Linked DNA regions of Mus musculus: region 2 is linked to region 1. Evidence: chromatin contacts called from public Hi-C data. All regions are on one chromosome and are shown on one strand. The core of a region is the stretch at or near the end of the contact, and the rest is flanking DNA. Distances in the headings are between cores, read along the strand shown. Region 1 has its middle 7.0 kb from the start of Gm24240. Region 2 overlaps Dync2li1 (dynein cytoplasmic 2 light intermediate chain 1).

Region 1 (7,558 bases), core at 1,994-4,493:
GACCTATAGGACCTCGGATCCCCAGTATCCTCCTAGCCCCTCTGACCACAGTCTCCATCATCAGTCCACCTCTCACCTGTCTGTCTCAGAGCCAAGCCTGTGACCTCTGCTCACCCTGTCCACCGCCACAGGTGCCCTTCACTAGCGGGTCCAGAAAGGAGGATGCCTCTGCTTGCCTGGAGACCGTTGCTCCGCACATTTTACCCAAGCAACTCGGATCTTACCACTCTTCTCACTGCAAACCGCCGCCGCCATCAGTTCCCTTGGGTTCACAAAAGCCCAGCTTTACAGCAAGAACTTGGGCCAGCAAGGACCTATTCACAGGGACCAGCCTAGCCAACTGCTCTCGGTGAGGAGCCAGGAATGTGAAAACGTTAATGGTTGCAGGGCTGCTTGCCCTTCTGCACCCCCACCCTCCAGTGCTCCCCCGTTGCCCTATCCCTTCCTCTGAACTGGGTCTGTTGTATCCGTGCGGATCAAGAGTCAAGACCTCCGGGGTTGAGGGACAGGAGGGAAGGAGGCTCTAGGGAAATCCGTACAACTCAGAGGGCCCTCTGTCTCTGCCGTTCCTTCTGCCAGGTCTCCATTCCCTCTCACACCCACCCCCCTCAGCACCCCAGGGGGGTTCACTTTACTCTCCTGCTCTGACTGGGAGAGACCACGCCTTTGACTGAGACCACGCCTTAACTCCTCCCCAGCCCAGAGTCCACACACGGCCCAGGTCCCAGAACCTTGGAACCTTGAATTATTCCGCTTGAACCCCTAAGAGGTCACAGCGGTGATGTTCTTTCCATAAAATGATAAAAGTAACCATCCGACTAAGTAGCCCTCAGATGCCAGGCACCCACTGGCCCCAACTCCAGCCCACTGGGCTTGTGCATTCCTCGGAACTCTCTCCTTCCATCCCCACCCCTACATTTCCTGTCAGTCCCTACTATCCCCTGTTGGGGTGTCTATGCCCACTGATCCCGGGGGGGGGGGGGTGGGGAACAGGACTGACAGAACCCACCCCCTTATGAACACTGGAGGAGGAAGTAGCTACTGGAGGTCACTGTCTTGGCCATTTCCTGTTTCAGGAACAAAGATGCCAAAATATGTTCCTTTTTCTTATGAAAAAAATGTAGGGGTTTTGAGAGTTGGAATTCCCAGAACCATTGTCGATGCTGTGAGCTGACCGGGTTGGAAGCCTTTGCCAAGGCTGCCTGGGCTGTTCTCACGGGTGAGTGTCTAGAGGCAGTTCTGGAAATGATGTCTGGATCTCTCTCACTGATGGACAGGCCTGACCTCAGCCTCCTGTCCTCCCAGGGTTCAGGGGGAACTTATGCAGAGGAGAGAGTCCCCTCTCCAGACCTTTGGCTACTTGGATGGCCTGAAAGGGTGAAACATAAGATACAGCAGCACTTGGGCTTTGAGCTTAAAGTCACTCTGTCCTGAAGGCAGACAGCTTAGTGAAAGCCATTTCTGTCCTCTGTCTCAGGCTAGGCCACTTATAAGCCCCATCGGAATGACCAAATAGTATCAATTTGCATGAAACCAGAACCTTCTAGGCTGTCCAGGAATGGGGGAGCATGGAAGTAAAGGGGATCGGGAAAACGGGGCTCTACCAATACGACCAAGATAGACAGACCTAGAGCCGGGACAGGAATGTCCACGAGTCGGTGTGGCCTCGGGAGACACAGAGCCAAGCCCCCAGGACCTTCCCATCCTGGATCTGGGTAGCAGGTGGCAAGTACCCTCTGTGTGCTGGCTCCATATTGGCCAGCTTTGCCTCTGGTCTATGTTGTTAGTATCGGGCCTGCCCAATTCCCTCCTCATCCTTCTTATTCATTCAACAAACATTTAAGCAGTCTTTATACTGGAAGGTAAACACTACTAGACGGTAGGTCCCCAAAGGTATATGAGATTCACCAGGGCCCTGGCGTGGTGAAGCTAACATCTAACTAGGAAGATACACGGAAAAGCTTTTGTTCACAATCCAGTGTGAGAAAAGCCTTTGTTCACAATCCAGTGTGAAAGTCCGATCGTATATAGGCCATGGAAACGGACAAAGTGCAAGACCCAGGGGAGAATCCACAGACAATAGAAGACTATTGACCTGGCTGAACATTTTGTGTGTGATCTCCATTTTCATCGTGTGGGTCCTGGGGTTTGAACTCAGATCGTCAGGCCTGGCCTCAAGCACCTTTACCGGGTGGGCCATCTCAACAGGCCAAATGTATTATCAATCAAAGCAATCGTCTCAAGGGAAAGTAGAGAGACAGTCTAGATCCGTCCACCCCTGTTCCAAGCAATAGGGGCCAAACTCCTAGGAAAGGTTACGTGGGCCCCACTTAGGATCCGCCCTCTGTCTTCCCACCTCCTAATCCCTAACCTGATCAAACTGTTGGTTCTGTTCAGAAGAGAGGAGCCTTCTCACCTGACTCTTCAGCCGGGCGTGGTGGCGCACGCCTTTAATCTCAGCACTCCGGAGGCAGAGGCAGGCGGATTTCTGAGTTCAAGGCCAGCCTGGTGTACAAAGTTAGTTCCAGGACAGCGAGGGCTATACAGAGAAACCGTGTCTCAAAAAACAAAACAAACAAAAAACCAAAAAGAAGGGTCTCCATTTCCTTCTTGTGCCTATACAGTCAGAGAGGGTCCCACTCTAGGCCCTTACTAGAGTAAGGGTCCTCCTTTCTCCATCACCCCGTCCTTACCACCTGGCAGCAAGCAGTTCCTGAGGGGCTAGCCTCATTCCTGCCACCCCAAGTGGGAAATCCCTATCTCAAGGACGGTTTCGAAGCCTAGACAGAAATGTTCACATCACTGGCAACAGCTTTCCAAAGGCTAAAGCTGGCACCTCTAGGGGCCCACTGCCTGGAGCAGGCTCCGAGATCAGTGGGGTGGGTCACAGAGAGCACATCCGGTCTGGTACATCCTCTGCAGGGGTGGGGACCATTGTGCAGCTAGCTGGCCTTCCCAGGGGCGCTGTCGCATGTCCTCAGTCAGAGACCAACAAGCAGGAGGCCTGGCTGGCCTGGAGAGTCTGCAAGACCAGAACACGCGGTGCCTCTGAGCACCCACACGCTGGCGGGGAGTGGCTAGGGAGCTGAAGGTGGGGTTCGGGGAGGATTCCCCGGGCAGTGCGGGGGACGAGCCTGCGGACCGCTGGCGCGCGCCCCCGATCCTCCCCGCGGGAACGGGAGCGCGGCGCCGCGGGAGGAATCCCAGCTATTTCCTCTGCGCCCCGCGGTATGCGGCCGGCTCGCCTCCCTCCGAGTGAGCGAGCGCGGCCCCGGCACCAGCTGACTGCCAGCTGCCCTGGCCGCGCCGTGCAGCTCCGGATCCCGGCCAGCCGCCCCCTCGTCCCAGGCCACGAAACCGGCCTTTCCAGCAGCCTGAGACCTGTACCGCTGTGCCAGCCAGAACCTGTCCCCGGCCCGCGTGGAAAAGCCGGGCGGACATTAGCGCCCACGCGAGTGTCATGCGTCTGGGTCTGAAACTACAAGTTCCTTAACCTAGTTCCCAAACTGTTGTGCAACGGTGACCCCGGCCTACTCATCTGTGTTGCGACAAGGTTAAATGTGAAAAAGAAAGACAGAGACAGAGTGTCAAGTGTATTTTCGTTTCTCTAGGTCGTTGCTGCTGTTCTTTATTTTGCTTTCCAGTCATAAGATCCTGTGCTGGCCTCTTTCCAGCCCGGCTTGTCAGTGAAATAGTCAGAGCGGGCTTTACTCGGAGACCTGTAGGTGGCTAACTCCTGCTGGGCCTGGTCTAGACTGGGTTCTCACTTTGCATCATCTATCTATCTATCTATCTATCTATCTATCTATCTATCTATCTATCACGGTTTGCCAAAGTTTCCCATGTTGGCCTCGAACTCGTAGGCAACCCTCCTGCTTCAGTTCCCCTAGTGCTGGAATGACAAGCTGTGAGCCACTATGCCCAGCCTGTGCTCTCGTTGTTTTGTTTTAGGGGTGGGGGGTTGATTGTTTGTTTGTTTTGTAGCTTTAAAAAGTCTGATAATGGAGTCCTCCTTGCTTTTAACCATTGTGCTCCGAACCACAATCACTGCTTGGAAGGCAGAGAGGTCAGTTATTTATATATGTTCAAATGATGTCATTGCTGTCTGAGAGCAACCAGGGAGGTAGTTGGTGGTTAGGGGAAATTGAAGGTGCGCACGGCCGATAACAGGTCTGCAAACGTGGAGTCCGGTAGTTGTGTGTCTGAAAAGAGGATTGTCACCGTGAACTCTCTGGGACCCTCTTTTCCTACTACAAAGAAAAATTCTTGCCAGTTTTGCCTTTAACTCTTCTGAGTAGCTGCCACCAGGGCGGGGAGGAAACTGAGACAGATCCTTGGCCACCCACACCTGCCTCACCACGCCCACAGCCGCGGCTGCTGGGACACGGGAGCTGGAAAGCCCCGGTTTCACCAGGCCTAACCACCAAGCCCTTTGCACAAAGGAGCTGCAGTCTGGCGTTTCCCCTGCCCGCCCTCAGTTTAGACTTCTTAGCTTCCATCCCAGCTTGCATCCATGGCCAAGCGCCAGCCACTTAAATCGATAATGTGCCCCCCACCCCCCAGAACAGTCCCTACACATGTGGCAGCCATAGACCTCATAGATCCAGGTGGAGACAGAACCGGAGAGATAGGTACTATAAATATCGCAGGCCAGCAGCAGGCAGTCTGAGCCTGCAGGCAGAGGCTCCCCACCCGCTCGCTCGCCCGCCCGCGCCTGAGCAGGGCACTTCCGGCCATCAGAGTAGGAGGAGCAAACAGCATCAGTATCAGAGGCCTGAGTTTCCTCTCCCCTAAGATCCCATCCTGAGCCTTTATCTCCTGCCTTGGCTCTCTCTTCCTAACTCAGAAGTCCCCTGACCTTTATCTTCTCTCCTCGTTTTCTGACCACCAGGGTATGCTGGAGGTGTCTTGAAGAAATGCAGGCCACTCTTTGAATTGGTGAGAAATGCCTTTAGTTTAAAAGGGAGAGGGGGACAAGGGTGTACTCAGTTGCTAGAGCGCTTTGCTCCCATGCCTAAGCTCTGGCTTCAAGCCCCAGTGTCACATAAACCAGGTGTGGTGTACACTTCTATAATCAAAAGGTAGGAGCAGAAGGCTCAGACATTCTAGACCATTTTCTGCTACAAAGCAAGCTCAAGGCCAGTCTGAGATTCATGAGCCCCTGTATCAAAAAGATACAACGTGACACTTAATTTTGATTGGACCTACTAGGACAATCTACTAACAGCAGAACCGCTAGTGGCAAAGAACCGGAAAGTGGGGAAGTGACGCCTCCAGAAAATGAGGGCTGCTACCCCAGCAAGCTGGTGGCTGTCTAGTGGGACTTCCTGAACTGGGTCTGCCAGGTCTTGTGTTTGGTGAGATATAGTATTTCAGGAGGGACTTGTTTCTTCTTAGATTCAACTGAGACAAAAAGGGTTAATAATAAGGCCCAGGGCCTCTGATGGATGCAGGTTTTCTGTAGGGTGCTCAGTGGTCTGCTAGCTTGGGGAAAGGGTGGAAGGAGGTTGGCATATTTGAAGCTCAATGGAGCGATCTAACACACCATTCTTCAAGTGGGGCTGCAAAAATAAACCCCTATTTAAAGTAGAGCGGGTAAGTCTTCTAAAAATACAGCCCCATCTCTCTTCCGGTGTGAGAGCTGACTCTAGACACGGCCGAGGAAGCACTCTGCAAGCTCTGACTCTTGTGTGAAGCGCACTGCTAACACTCCGGTTTGGCACACTTTAACATGAAGCAGCACATGAAGCTAGCATAACGCCTAGCACTTGGGAGGCTGAGTGGCAGCCTAGGAGAGGGGTGGGAGTGGGGAACTCGGGGTGGTCTGCTTCTGAGGACCCACAGGCTAAGGAACTTCCCCTGGACACTCCTCCAGCAAGGAGACCTGAACCCCAGCGTCTCGTTAATGTGCATTGTGGGATAAAAGACCCCACTGTTTCCTTAAGCTGGAACTGATTCCCCTGAAGTCTTTGTCTATTGCAAGGAGGATGGCCTTCCCACTGCACTCACCTGCCTCTAGCTGACCCCAGCTGTGAGGGGCCCTGCAGGGGTCAGACAGGGAGGAACGACTGAAGAGTAAGAATGGAAAACCCATGCAGATCGGCTTCCTCAGACTCTGGGGAGTCTAATAACTGCCAGTTTAGTCCCAATGTACTAAGCACAGTATAATTTAGAACAGGGGAAAAAAAAGTCTCCTGGTGTAATGGAAGCCCTGTTGCGCAGGGAAGTGTAATTACATTGAAACCCTACTCAGAGTAGTCGTCATTTCTTCCAAGAAGATGTGTTCTAGAGATACGCTACCTGCACTAGCTTAAAAGCCTAAGAGTCTGGCCTGGTCTCCGTCATACGGATAGCTTAGAGGTCATTTGAGCTAGTAGCCACCTCTGGTCCTGGTTGTGGGAGATTAGGGGAGGCGCTGGCTGTAAGGGTCATTTAATTTAGATCATTAGCCATCTCAGGTCCTGGCTTATAGGAGCTGGCTATGGCCTGGCCCAACAGATAACACAGATCACCAGGCTATTAACCCTTCCAATTCTCAGCTTTCTGAAGGAAGAACAGGTTGAGCATCTTTTCCGTTGGAAAGGCAACCCTGTGTGCTTAACATTCCTGGTTTCTCTGGAGATCTTCGTGCTGTGCTCCCAACGCCACTGTGAGGAGCTATGCTCCCAATACTCACTGACCTTGATGGCTTTCCAGAAAAACACCGAAAACCTGTCCCATAGCTCTCGTGTGTAAAAGGAAACACCCCTGGTAACAGAATTCCAGATGAACTACCAAGGTCAGAGTCAAAGCCAGGCGAGCCCTTCCTGTGTGCCCAGAGCCTCCAATTGGTACTTGTACTAGACTTGACATAATAAGGCCAGGAAACTAGGAAGGAAACTGGGGGCATCCCCAGGGAGGGAAATGGAGAAGAGAAGAGAATACCACGAAAGGAAGTGTTGGTCAAGGTAAATGGGGACAGGGGAAGCAAGGAGGAGGAGGGTATTGGTACAGATCAACCAGAATTAAATATGCATGAAAGCCCTATATGGAAGCTCATTTTAAAATTGTCTTAAATGCTGGGCATGGTGGCACATGATTTTAATCCCAGCACTCAAGAGACAGAGACAGGTGGATTTCTGTAATCTTATGGCTAGCCTAGTCTATATAACTAGTTCTATAGACCTAACCAGGACTATACAATGATACTCTGCCTCCCTGCCCCCCAGGAATGCCCTCCCCCCTCCCCCGAGCTGGAACTGACTTGAATGTCCCCTTCCTGAGGACTAGCTTCCATGGTACCAGAAGGTACAGGCAAGCTTCAAAAGGAGAGGCAAGCCATAGCCCCGTCCACCTACAATGCCTATGAGCCACATCAACACCCAAGGTGGCACAATAACCCTACAGGGACAGCAGTGGACACAGACCTCGGCCATAACCAACAGGAGAGATATGATGCCTGGTACTGGACCCCCGGATCACTCAGTGCTAGTGATAACATGATTATTAAAGGAGAATCTGTAGCCACAAACCTACCAAATCAACACAACCCCTAACAACAGTCTGTAAACGTCTGTCC
Region 2 (7,558 bases), core at 3,557-6,056, 1.4 Mb after region 1:
AGCAAGAGTGGGTGTGTCATGCCCATGCACAGAATTCCTGCGTGTGAGGAGGGGCTGCTAGCAACATTGTCCACAAAGGATCAAGGCTTGTGAGCCTCCAGACGCTACAGCCTGTGTAGCATCGGGCTGGCTTCTCTTTGGGGTTAAAGTTACTATTCATTCTCTGACCGTCTTGCTTACACATGAGGCCACTGACAGGCAGCTTACAGAAACTAAGTTCTGAACCGGTGAGGCTGCCTGAGAAAACCTCTTTGTTTCAGCACCTCCTCAGAATTGTCTCCAGAACACCAGACATCCCCATTTGGGGTTTTCATCTTCATTGTTATTAAAAATGATATTTACTGGTATAAATGATTATATAACAAGAGACGAGTTGGAGTGGAGAAATGGCTGAAGAACTCCGGCTACTCTTCCAGAGGACCTGGGGTTGAGTTCCAGCATCCACATGGCAGCTTATAACTAGCTGTTTCTCCAGTCTCAAGGGATCAGAAGCCCTCTTGTGCTCTCCTCAGGCACCAAGCATACATGTGCACATACACATATAGGCAAAACTCCCATACACATAAAAATAAATAAATAAATAAATAAATAAGAGATTAAAAAAGTAAAAATATGTGTTTAATTCACTAATGTGAATTAAAATAAGCAGGGTGAAAATTTTATATATAACCTGTTCTGTTGTATTAATGTGTTATATACTAATTAGTATTTAAAAGATAATTTATGGATGGTAAATGTTAAATCATTGTATTTTCATTTTATTTTTAATTTCTGTTCTCTCCAAATTTCTTATTGGCTCATTCACTGCAGTTTTTAATTTAAATCTTGCACACACAAGCATACATGTCACAACACACAGACACATATATGTCACAACACACACAAGCATACATGTCACAACACACAGACACATATAAGTCACAACACACACAAGCATACATGTCACAACACACAGACACATATAAGTCACAACACACACAAGCATACATGTCATTCTTGCGCACGCCCGTCTCGCCAGCAAGAACGACGTGCAACAGGATCCTTCTGCACACATTTATTGGGAGAACTTGATTGCAGAGGCGAAAAGACCCCAAGCCCAGAACTGGTGCTGCTTATATAGGCCTAGGAGAGGCGTGTCTCACACCCGGATTGGTTATGCACTATACCTCATTTGCATGTTCCTCATCTGATTGGTTACTCTCTCTCAGTACCTCACAGAACCTCATTAACATACCTCATTTGCATGTCTCACATCTGATTGGTTATACTCTCAGAACCTTATTATCATAGCTCATTTGCATGTCTCACATCAGATTGGTTATACTCTCAGAACCCCATTATCATGCCCGGGCCAGGCAGTGTCTTGGCAAAAAACTTTACTGCATATGTACACATTGGTTGTTTGTCCAAACTTATGCGTGGTGGCCAGCAGTAGCCAGCGCCACTCTGCAACAGCACATGTGGCTTCTCACATGTCATAACACACACAAGCATACATGTCACAACACACACAAGCATATATGTCACAACACACACAAGCATATATGTCACAACACACACAAGCATATATGTCACAACACACACAAGCATATATGTCACAACTCACACAAGCATATATGTCACAATACACACAAGCATACATGTCACAACACACACAAGCATACATGTCACAACACACAGACACATAAATAAAATTCTCATAGGAATTATTTATCTTCACAGTTTTTAACCCAACATGCTACATGAGTTTGCTATTGTGAGTAGAATCATTTTCTTTCTTTGTAATATTTTTTTAATTTAAAAACTGTTTTGTTTTGTTTTGGTTTTTTTGGAGACTGCCTCCACTACATGTAGCCTAAGCTAGACATGAACATGTTTCAACTTCCCAGGGGCTGTAATTACTACACCAGTGGGTATAGAACTTGAGCCGTTTTCTGTTAGGGGCAGACATGGTTGTATGTTTTATAGTATTGTGAAAAGGTCATTTGATCTTATCGTATTGCACATATACTCTGGAGTGGTTTATTACTAGCCTTTTGGTAAAAATTATAGCCTATTTAGGAGAGAGACAGAAAAAAAGACAGAGACAGAGAGAGATTGTCTCTTTGGCAAGGTTTCCAACCTTTTCCTTGGAGCCCAGGGGCTTCCTGCAGTGGGGCTGGGCCTGCCGTTCAGTTCACACCCAATCTCTCAAAGAGTCCTTTACTTCTCCACTGAACCATCTCTGGGTAGGTTGTAGGTTATGTTTCACAGTTAGTAGCCAGAGCCTATATTTCTTGACTCCTAAAAAGGAATGGAACCTCTAGAATGAAAAGCAAGGTCTCTAGCAGGTGACTGAGCTGTCAGCTGCCAGTGCTCCTACAGCGCAGCTTGTATTTGTGTGTTAGCTTGTGTCTTTATTTCCACCTCGACAATTGGGATGGAAACATTTTAGAACGCTCTTGTCAGGCTAACCCTTAATTAGCATTGCTGAGTTAAGGAAGTTTAAGACAGCTGTCAGGTGACCACGAGCGTGAGATGTGATTTGCTAATGTTTGTCATCTGTGGACTTGATAATTATAATAATAGCGGTGTGATAGAAGTTTGACAGCTCACTTTTCCCACTTATCAAACTTTGACGCAGTTCTGAAAGTTTCTAGTTTTTAGTTTCCAGGTAATTTATCATTCAAATGATTTAAAAAGCTATTTTGGGCCACAGTTACAAACACTAATAAAGTTTTACATGTGGGTGACATTAACACAGTATTCTTTCTTCTTAATTTCTAGGGAAAGACAACCATTATCCTAAGGTGTCTTGACAGGTAAGCGTTTCGTCAACTCTCTAACATAGCACTCAGGTTTGTTCCAGCTACAACAGACAAGTTAGGCCTCAAAAGACTCGGAAGAAGGAATAATTTTGAGACTCAAAATATTTAATTCTCAATCTTAATTGCAACTTTAAAGATATTCCGAATCTTGAATACAACCTTTAAGAGCACCTTTAAAGATAAGACTAAGAAAGCCAAAAGCATTCAGGATCCATACTAGATGTTCCTGTTCAAAGAAGAAATGTCACCGCAGTTACACAGCCTCCTGGTGCTCATATACTTTGGGGCTGTGTCGCTGTGGTGTGTACGTTCTTTTTATTCTGCCTGATTGATGAGCAATGATTGTGATCAGTGTTTCCTATAATAAACCATCCAGTGTAACACTAGTTCAAAGCACTACAAGCTGTGACACTGGGCGGGAATTGTTCACTTAGGCTTTCTTGTGGTGTACCCAGAAACGGAACGATTTTTCAAATTGTGGTTTAACCATGTTAGATGTTTTATTTCAGGGGAAGTATTTTGCTTCCTAAAAGAGCTATATCTTTAAGGAAATATAACTAAATAATACTTGGTGTGTATACCAAGAATATCTGCCAAGATAAAGTTCAAAATATTCAACAAATAGAAATTCTAAATTTGTGGTCTTTGTTCTCCTAGTTTGAACTAAATATAATATTATTCCACCTCGAAAGGGAAAGAAATCCAGAATTGGGCAGCACCTGCTGTCCTTGCAGAGGACCCAGGCTTGCTCCCCAGCACCTACACGGTAGCTCACGACGATCTGTAACTCCGAGGCATCCAGATCCTCTGACCTCCACAGGCACCCGGCATGCTCACGGTGCACGGTGCACACACGTGCACATGGTGTATACACACATGCACATGGTGCACACACATGCGTGCAGGCCCTACTCATCTACATAAGAAGTCTTTTATTTAAAAAGGAAATACATTCTTTCATATTCTATAATGTGTGTGAACTTTGAAGACACTATGCTACGTGAAATGAGCCAGTCACCAAACAGACAAAGCTGTCTGATTCCTTCTGTATGGGGTCCTCAAGCAGTGAGTCTCAGAGAAGCAGAAGTGAGGGGAGAAGCTGAGGCTGGGAGGGAAGGATGTGGGACATTATTCAGTGCATACGGAGTTGAGAAGCCACGAGGCTTGGGTGCACAGCAGTGTGAATGAAGGTGCTTCACACTGTGAACTGCACACTTAAAAAGGTATGCCAAAACGGTTTAGTGCATATATTTTCTTACAACATTTAAAACAAATATATACCATTAATTGCTTTCCAAATAATTTAAAGTTATATAAGTAATTTATTAAATCATTTAAATATCTTCCAAATCATTTGTTGGTTTTATGTCCTTGTTCATATAGGTTTTTTTTTTTCAACTCTCATATTTTGGCTGAGATTTGAAATAAAGAACAACATAAAAATCTCCCACTGTGTCCTTACTCGGTGCCTGGCATTTGGTTCTCAGCTCAGACATTGAGGCTGATCCAACGAGTCAGTATTCCCCACATGGCATGGGATCAGAGAGCTGGGGACAGAGCATGGCCCTTGGCGCTGCCCGCTCGCTGTGTCTCCGCTGGCCCCGCAAAGCAGCCATCCATTTGGGCATCGGGCATCGTTGTTCACTCCCGCCTCTGCCACTACAGCCCCCAGGACAGTGTTTGAGGGGCTTGTTTGTGTCTTGTGGAATAACATTATTATAGCTTTACCTCGGTGCTAGTATTCATTATTAATATAAAATATTCGATATTATTCACAAAGTGTTTAAGAGGAGGTGAGAATGACCCACCATCATGCTAATAGCGTCTGCCTTTATCGTGCAGGGATGAGTCAGCAAAGCCGACCTTAGCGTTGGAGTACACGTACGGAAGGAAGACCAAGGGGCACAACACGGTGAGTCCGTCCTGAAGTCCTGTCCCAGGCCTCAGGTGGGAGGCCATGGTGCTGAGATGGCTTACGTTATCTGCAAACAGGAAGCCCACCAGTGGTGCCTGGCACAGATGTGGGTTTTAACCTCACGTGCAGCTCAGCTGGCAGGAAGTCCGTGTAATCTGAGAGAACATTTCAGCTTTCTCTTTTGTACCTTAAAATGTTGAAAAGATTTATTTACAATGTCCGTACAGTTCTTTGGCCGACTTCTGCCCCTCTGATAGTGAGTTCCTTGTTTCGTGTGTGGTGTTTTCACTTTGGGGCTTGGGGTTTTGTCTCTTTTTCCACTCTGTATCTCAGACGGGCCTGAAACTCATTATGTAGCCCAGATGGCCCCAAGTTTGCAACTCTCCTGCCTCAGCTTCTGAGTATCAATAAGTTATAGACAGACATGTGACGGCAGGCCCAGCATGAAGTGAGATTTCTTTGGAGCTTGATGGTCTAGGGTTCTTTGATCACCTACAATATAGATGGCACTTTTTCTCTTTTTCAAATAAAAATAACTGCCTCCGTTCTCATAATTTACGAATTATCTCTAGACTTGCTATACGCACACTGTATGTGGAGCATACTTCCCCTTCTCCAAGCCTCCCAGAGCCTCCCCCCCCTCCACTCCCCCCCCTCCACTCCCCCAGCTTCAGATTCTTTCTCTCTCAAAAGTGGGGGGAGCTGAAGCAAACAAAAGAAAGACAAGAAGACAAACCCCACCAACAAAAGCCACACAGAAAAGCCTGGAATCACTGTATTTGTCCACTCTGCTCCTGGGCGTGAGGCCTGCCTGGAGCGTGCCTGCCTGACCTAGAGTAGAGTCACATGTGGTGTGGGGACAGAAATTCCTAGGGGACCATTTCTCAAACATAGGTGTGGGAAGAACAGGCCAGAGAAGGTCCTACTACTCCATACAAAAGCACATTTGTAGAGAATGATCTAGTTCCAATGTTCTCCCACTAGAGAGTGTCTTAAAGAACTGTTTGGTAGGACACACCCATGATCCCAGCACTCAGGAGGTGGAAGCAGGTGGATCTTTGTGAGTTCAAAGTCGGGCTAGTCCATGTAGTAAGCTCCAGTCCAGTCAGGACTGTGTAGTGAGCCCTTGTCTCATAAAATAAGAAAGGAAGGAAGGAAGGAAGGAAGGAAGGAAGGAAGGAAGGAAGGAAGGAAGGAGAGAAAAGAAAAAGAAAAAGAAAGAAAAAAGAAAAAGAAAGAGGGGAAGAGGGAGGGAGGGAGGGAGGGAGGGAGGGAGGAAGGAAGGAAGGAAGGAAGGAAGAAAGAAAGAAAGAAAGAAAGAAAGAAAGAAAGAAAGAAAGAAAGAGAAAAGAAAGAGTTATACGACACATAAATGTACAAGAATCGAAAGTGCCTGCTATTGGTTTCCAGATCTACCTACAAAAGTGGGTTATTAAAACTGGGAAATTAGAAGAAAAGGACACACTGAGATGCAGGAGGAGCATCTCATTTTGTGGTTCACATAGTTTATGATGTGAGCTATCCTTTTTATGGGAAACTTGAAACCGCTCTCACAATCTTGACTTCTGAGAAGGGCAGTAAAGCCTTCCTTTGTCACATTGTGAAGCAAAGGAGATTTTCCAGTGAAAACTGATTGATTCCACAAACATTAGTGATTGAGTATCAACAACAGTAAAATGGTTTTAGAGATTATGAGAATTTGTCCCGAGGAAAGGAAAATAGCATATATTCGTCTAAAATGAGCTTAACTACTATCCACCATCCTCGTTCATGGCAGCAGGCACATGAAATCCCAGGTGACGACTGCCTGTCACCTGTTTTTCCTCTAAACTTTGGACTGTAACACGGGGACTTTCTAAATCTCTTCTCAGAGCCTCACATCTTTGTCAGGTTAAATATTTTATTATGAGTTCTAGATGTAACACACAACAGCTCCTTGTACAGCACAAAAGTGCTTGCTCTTCAGAGCATTTGCTGACAATGGGGAGACGCCCCAGTGGGCAGTCCTGAGGGGTGGTCCTGGATCACACAGGTTCAAACTGCATGGCTACTTAGCCTTGTCAATCCTCTCTTAGCTGAAGAGTCTTCCAAACTGAAAAGCACACTAGCCTTACCCCACACACACCCTCCACAACTGTCATCACCAATGGTAGCCTCTTGGGTTCCTCAGGGAACAGTCTTGCCTGGGCCTAGGTTTTGCTCAGGTCTTACCTGTGCAGCCCACTCATTTGTGAGCACCTGTACTTTACATCAGAATGCTCTCATTCACTGTCATGTGTCCATCGAGAACCCCGAGCGTGCACAACTGAATTATAACTAAATTTTATTTCAGTGTATATTTCATATGCTATTGTTATTTATGAAGGGGAGCACTGTGAGTATCTTCTACTAGGTATAAACAGAGTTGGTGTTTATTTTCACAGGAAAGCGTTTATCTCTGACAGCTCCTTTGTTCTGTAGAATGCATTTGATGTATTTCAAGGTGTGAAGAGAGGAAGGAAAAAGTTTCAAGAAAAAAGAAAGGGTTCATGAGGGCTGAATATTTTGTACCTATAATTATTACTGCTAGGTGCTAGTAAAGTATAGCAAAACACTTAAAGCTTAAAATTGAATATTTTTAAACCCTCTGCTTTCTTTCAGCCAAAAGACATTGCTCACTTTTGGGAACTGGGTGGAGGAACCTCCTTGCTGGACTTAATCAGCATACCAATCACAGTCGACACCTTAAGGTGAGCGAGAGTCACGGGTTTCCAGGGGCCAGGTTTATAGTGTCTGGGGTGACCACAGCCCCTTTCTTCCCATGAGCTGGGACTATAGTGCTTCCAGAGAAGTCTTG

What was found. A called contact is a pair of places that touch in the nucleus more often than the background predicts.
Region 2: a Hi-C map of regulatory T cells shows a contact between it and region 1, with 4 times the contacts expected there. The contact joins two enhancer-like sites. A contact is called at or near these places in 2 of 484 Hi-C or Micro-C datasets (CD4 T cells and regulatory T cells) and 2 of 9 other capture datasets (adipose tissue and liver).

Annotation. Positions count from the first base shown.
Region 1 is chr17:83,273,153-83,280,710 of GRCm38.p6, forward strand. No RefSeq gene overlaps it. Among named protein-coding and RNA genes, the nearest start is that of Gm24240, 7.0 kb to the left of the region's middle. Within about 2 kb of position 3,244, at least 392 of the 459 cell types and tissues checked have an H3K27ac peak or open chromatin away from gene starts, as enhancers often do. A contact at or near this core is called in regulatory T cells, where this site is marked.
Region 2 is chr17:84,628,870-84,636,427 of GRCm38.p6, forward strand. Dync2li1 (dynein cytoplasmic 2 light intermediate chain 1) reads left to right here. Exons shown (of 13, transcript NM_172256.2): 3 at 2,767-2,801; 4 at 4,650-4,719; 5 at 7,363-7,451. Among named protein-coding and RNA genes, the nearest start is that of Dync2li1, 6.2 kb to the left of the region's middle. Within about 2 kb of position 4,807, at least 45 of the 459 cell types and tissues checked have an H3K27ac peak or open chromatin away from gene starts, as enhancers often do. A contact at or near this core is called in regulatory T cells, where this site is marked.